Linked DNA regions of Sus scrofa: region 2 is linked to region 1. A link is a contact called in public Hi-C data. All regions are on one chromosome and are shown on one strand. Each heading gives the region's core, a stretch centred on a gene start, on an enhancer-like site or on the middle of the called end of the contact. The rest is flanking DNA. Distances are from core to core; before and after follow the strand shown. Region 1 overlaps FNBP1 (formin-binding protein 1). Region 2 overlaps FNBP1 (formin-binding protein 1).

Region 1 (2,926 bases), core at 165-2,664:
GCGGAATTTCCCTGGCCAGGGATAGAACAGGTACCACAGCAGTGACCATGCCGGATCCTTAACCTACTGAGCCACCAGGGAACTCCAAGAGTTTACTTCTTTATTAGCTTCAAAGTAAGGGTATTGAGCAACAATTCAATTCCAGGCTAGTAAAATGATTTATCTCAAACAGAAAGACTGCCTAATTATACCATCTTCTGCGGCTAGCACCTCAGCAAAAGAACAAGGGCCAAAAAGAAACCCTGGCATCTGAGAGACTCCCACTTAATGGATCCATTTTCTCCCAAATTCATACTTTTGATGACTGCAGTTCATTTCAGCATCTAGATATTTCCTTCTTGCAGAGGTCTTCATCAAGAATTCTTCCTGGGATTTCATTTTAAAGTCTAAGAAATGTTTAGTAAAACATTCTTTTTCTTTCGTTTCCAAATCCAACTGATTTGGATCAATTGCCAAAGAGTGAGTCGGGCTGAAAAAATCCTGTATATACATACGTTTATGTATATACTCAAACGCACATAAAAGAACATATAAGGGTAACCATAAAATATCGTCCTACGTTCTCAACAGCAGCGCCTAAAACGCTGATCTTATTCCTGGTGGAATTGTCACAGTTCATCACGGTTCATGAATTAGGATATTCTCAGCTGCGGTGTTTGAGTATATTTGAGTATAACAGGGGTTACGAGGTTAAGAGGTTTTTTTTAATAAACTTAATGATTAGTTTGACTATTTACTAGGGCTATGCCATTAAAGTAGAAACAACATTGAACACTAGAGACATCACTGTAGAAAGGCTTAGGAGGCTCTTTTCATCATCCATAAAGTCGTCTTGTGATTCCCTGGATCAGCTATGCTACAAGGTCTTTCTGTAGCACCTTACAAGATTTCATGGTTTTCATTTCTCAAAGGTGCCTTAGACCTGAGTTTGAGCCTAGTATCATTCCCACACATTTCTCTCAGGTTCCCAGCATTTTTCATCCGCTTCTGTGGCTCCCAGGAAGGAGCAACTTTCAACCATTACATTTGATTTTTTTTTTTTTTTTTTTGCCATGCCCAGGGCATGTGGAGGTTCCCAGAGTCAGGGATCGGACCTATGCCACAGCAGTGACAACACCAGATCTTTGACCCTGGGCCATCAGGGAACACCAAAATTTGGTTTTATTCAAAATAATCCAATAAATAAACTCTCCTGTATTTCATCTTTGTATTTGTCCATATTTTGTATTTATATTCATATTTAAATAAAATTTATCAACATCTGTCATCCTCTTAAGACCCCAGTAGTTAAGAAAACCAAATCATGAGTTAAGCGTTAATTTTCTTAGCAACTTGAAAAGTTTACAATCACCCCTGTTAGACTCTGGACCTTTGTATTCCAAAGGTCTAATAAAGAACTACCAACAGAAGCACACACAAGAGAAGCACAACTCAACAGTTAACTTCAAAGAGATGCACATGGCAGAGAGAGCACCCACAAAACACACACCCGAAGAACCTGATTAGCGTCAGGACATGCATAGAATAATTGTGCTTACCAGCTTGAGAGAAAGCTTCGTGTAAAAATTGAAGAGATAACAGGGGAAAAAAGAGAGAGAGAAACAACAACACATGAGAAGAAGAGGAACTTGGCCGGTTCCACTGCATTCACCTAAGACATAAATTCACCTGGCGCTTTGTGAAAATGATTTATAGCGGATCTGTACCAACGTTCCCAAGAGGGGCTGATCTATCCAAACTTCTTTAGCTGCCACGTTGCTGGAGCACAGAATCGAGATAGAAAAGGAGAGTTTCTGTTTGCTGTTCTGGATTGGTTCCATGAGTCTGGGTATAAACCGAGTTTGCAGTTGTGACACAGCATGATGCTGAACCATGATCACAGAGCCTCTAGTTCATCAGGTTTCCATGGAAAGGTTCACACAGACGAAAAGAGTCAGGAAAGTCAATGCTTGCACAACATACCAGTAATGTTTTTATCTTTTTAAGGTTTTTGTTTGTTTGTTTTTCAGGGGGAAGGGGTAGTGTGCCTGCAGCATGCAGAAGTTCCCAGGCCAGGGATGGAACCCACGCCACAGCAGTGACCCAAGCCACAGCAGTGACAGTACCAGATCCTTTTACTGCTAGGCCACCAACTCCTGGGGAGTTAACTTCTGTTAAGTTGCTGCTCTTGCAAAGTACTTTTTTTTTTTTTTTTTTTTTTTTGCTTTTTAGGGTTGCACCCATAGTGTATGCAGGTTCCCAGGCTAGGGGTCGAATCAGAGCTACAGCTGCCAGCCTACACCACAGCCACAGCAATGCCAGATCCAAGCTACATCTGTGACCTACACCACAGCTCACAGCAACACTGGATCCTTAACCCACTGAGCAAAGCCAGGGATCGAACCCGCAACCTCATGGTTCCTAGTCAGAACCATTTCTGCTGCGCCACGATAGGAAATCTAGCTCTTGCAAATTACTTTTAGGAAAGAGCCAACTATCTCAATTCCAAGGGGTCCTTACGCCTTGCTATGGATTTCCTGGTAATTATGAGGACATTGCAGCTGCAGTGCTGCTGGGTGTGGAGACTGGCAAAACCATAATGGTTATTGGACCCCCATCAGATTAAAAGTGATCTCAAAATTAAGAAAAAGAAACACCAGTTCTTGAGTAACAGCTGATCTGTGCTTTCTGACTCAAAAGCAGTATTTTGAGAGTTCAGGGCACACTGACTTAGCTGTTATCAATCCTAAAAGTTCAGGCAACTGGTACTAGGATCCAAAAATAAGTTGGAGACAAATCACCAAAGAAAGTGCTTTTGGTTTTAAATTGGGTAGAGAGTGTTAAAAATACCTCGAATAGATTTAAAAAATCTTATTCTTCAGATTAACTCAAAGTTGATACTTCTTTGCAAATGGTGTTAAGTGTTCAAAGAAATTGTTCCTATGAG
Region 2 (2,844 bases), core at 281-2,780, 69 kb after region 1:
TAATCTAGTGACAGCAGATTGGTCAAAACTGTGATTGGAGTGGAGGAGCAATGAGATCCTGCTGTATAGCACTGGGAACCATACCCAGTCACTTGTGATGGAGCACGATGGAGGATGATGCGAGGAAAAGAATATATGTGTGTGTGTGACTGGGTCACTTTGCCGTACCATAGACAATTGACGGAGCACTGTAAACCAACTATAATGGAAAAAATAAAAATCATTTAAAAAAACAGTGATACATTCATACACCAAAATATTAAACACCAATGAAAAGTACCAGCAAATGCAACAATAGTGAATCCCACAGACATAATGAGGAACAAAGGAAGCCAAATACAAACAGTGCATAATAAATGCTCACATTCGTTAAGGTTTAAAAACAGGCACGACTAATCCAGGCTGTCAGAGATCGGAAGAGTGGTCAAACCCTGGAAAAGGCCCTGAGGCTGGTAACTTGCTGTTTCTAGACCTGGGTGCTGGTCCTATGGTCGTATTCCCTCTGAAAATTTGTGGCACTGTACACGAGATCGGTGAACTTTTCTGTATGTATGTAATATTTCTTTTTTCTTTTTTTTTTTTTTTTTTTTTTGGCTACACCCATGGCATTAAAAAACTCCCTGGCCAGGGATCGAACCTGTGCCACAGCAGCGACCCAAGATGCTGCAGCGGCAATGCCAGATCCTTAACCAATTGCGCCACAAGAGCACTCCTACGTTATATTTCAAATTGATAAGTAACACACAGGGAAATCTATTCAGTACTCTGTGATAGCCTATATAGGGAAAGAATCTGAAAAAGAAGGGAGATATATATATAACTGATTCACGTTGCTCTATACCTGCAACGAACACAACATTGTAAATCAACTACACTCCAATAAAAGTTAATTTTTAAGATGTTTTCTGAAAAAAACAAAAAAGCTGCTCCAAAATGCAGCAGGGATCCTTTCAAGAAACCAGATTCTAAAAGCATAACTTGATTTGTAGGCTTACTGTCCTAGGAAAATTAATTTTTTATATTTAAAAACAATTGTTTTTATTGAAGAATAAGCTGATGTGAAAGAAGAAATAGTTCAAGGATTATGCATTTATACTACAAAATGAGAATATTGAATTATCCTTACATCCATTCTGCAGTTAACAGCCAGTCTTTCTCAGTATCAACTTACCTGAGTTGCTTTGCATAGCTGAGTTCAATCTCTGTCCTTTCCTTTACGAATTTGATGTATTTCTCAAGAATATCAATTCCCCACTGTGTGTGTTTTTCTAAGTTGTCAAATTGATCCTGTTAAAAAAAAAAAAGGTGGAGGAGAGCTTGTAATCTTTCTCTGTGATTAGCATAACTCCAACGAACAAGTCTCTCAACAATATATCAGTACCTAGAAAGCAGTTCTAACATTTTTCATGATTTCAACATTACCAAATTTGGTTTGAAAACTGCCTGAGCTATTGACCTCTGACTCGTCCGTTCACGTTCCCTATTCCTGTTAGAAACGTGGTGTTTGGATACAGCTGATGTCCTGACGCAAAGCCAAGTGTCCTCTCCAAGACACCACGGACCGCGAGGTAGAACACACACCCGCGACAACTCAGTCAGCACCTTACCCGTTATCTGAGTTAGCATTCAAGTAAGCTCCCTGAAATCAGAGGCGAGGAACGAGGAGGGAGAAGGGTTACAAAATACCTGCTTTCCTCAAACAAATAAAATGACTCATGACTTTTATTCCAACCTCTGAACAGGCATCAAGCCTACACTTTGTGCCAAGAATGGTGCTTAGGGCTGGGGAACCAAAAAGAAGAGAAATATAATCCTGATGTGTGCAGTGCCTGGAGATTCCTGGTCTGGAAGAATGAGAGCAGGAAGGCAAAGACGGTCCAGGAATCTGGTGGAATGGCCTGGTGGTGGGTGATGGATCTAGAGGGTCCTGGCCTCATCATGCCGAGCCAGGGTGCCTAGACCCTGGCAGGCACAAGTGAGCCACTGAAGGGCTTGGCAAGGGAGTGGCACAACCATAGCTATGTTTAACATCACCAGCAGCTGGAAGTCAGGGGTGTTCAACAGACCAAAGGAGGGGAAGTGGGAACAGAAGGAAGGATGTGACCGACCACGATCAGGTAGAATCAGCTAGTCTTTGTGACTGATTAAATGGGAGGCTGGAAGGGATGTGAAGGAGAGGAGGGTTCGAGGGCAACTCCCTGGCTCTGCGTCCCGTGAGCACCCTGGCGGAGGGAAGGGGCAGCAGTTTGGGTGACGTGACATGTTGAGCGAGGGAGTGACATGTCCAGAATCGAGTTGGAAGCACAGACCTACTCAGAGGTCACGGATGGAGGCTGGTGAGCTGGTGGATCTGAAGGACGAGCCTAGGACCAGAAGCCAAAGGTGAAGAGAGGCTTAGCACGACTTCGGGGAAGAGAATTGGCAGAGGTGGACGGGTGGCTCCTGAAGGGTAATGGCAATGAATAGAGGATGAGGGTTCTAGCCCAGCTCTGGGACTAGAGAAAGGCCACCAAACACCTCAAGGTTTTAGTCAATTGCCTGCAACATGAAGACAGAAGCCCTGCCTAATATCACCAAACTGTCATTAGGATCATGTAAAATGAAAAAGTGCCAGATCAAATATAAAAACAAAGCCATATACGTGGAATCCTAAAAAAATGAAAAAAGAAGGCAGTTCCCTAGTGGCCTAATGATTAAGGATTCGGTGTTGTCACTCCTGTGGCTCTCATTTGATCCCTGGCCTGCGAACGTCTGCATGAACTTATTTACAAAACAGAAATAGGCGCACAGACATAGAAAACAAACTTACGGTCACCAATGGGGGAGGGATAAATTAGGGTTTGG

Evidence for each region. Hi-C and Micro-C count contacts between places; a contact is called where the count stands out from the background.
Region 2: a contact with region 1 is called in a Hi-C map of liver, with 2.0 times the contacts expected there. The contact joins two enhancer-like sites. A contact is called at or near these places in 1 of 5 promoter capture datasets (liver), 4 of 47 Hi-C or Micro-C datasets (epiblast stem cells and liver) and 1 of 2 datasets of contacts at active chromatin or transcription factors (alveolar macrophages).

What each region holds. Positions count from the first base shown.
Region 1 is chr1:270,060,762-270,063,687 of Sscrofa11.1, forward strand. FNBP1 (formin-binding protein 1) reads right to left here. Exons shown (of 18, transcript XM_021070148.1): 11 at 1,539-1,553. Among named protein-coding and RNA genes, the nearest start is that of USP20, 67 kb to the left of the region's middle. Within about 2 kb of position 1,415, at least 1 of the 83 cell types and tissues checked has an H3K27ac peak or open chromatin away from gene starts, as enhancers often do. A contact at or near this core is called in liver, where this site is marked.
Region 2 is chr1:270,130,046-270,132,889 of Sscrofa11.1, forward strand. It overlaps FNBP1 (formin-binding protein 1), which reads right to left. Exons shown (of 18, transcript XM_021070148.1): 2 at 1,172-1,287. Among named protein-coding and RNA genes, the nearest start is that of FNBP1, 49 kb to the right of the region's middle. Within about 2 kb of position 1,531, at least 5 of the 83 cell types and tissues checked have an H3K27ac peak or open chromatin away from gene starts, as enhancers often do. A contact at or near this core is called in liver, where this site is marked.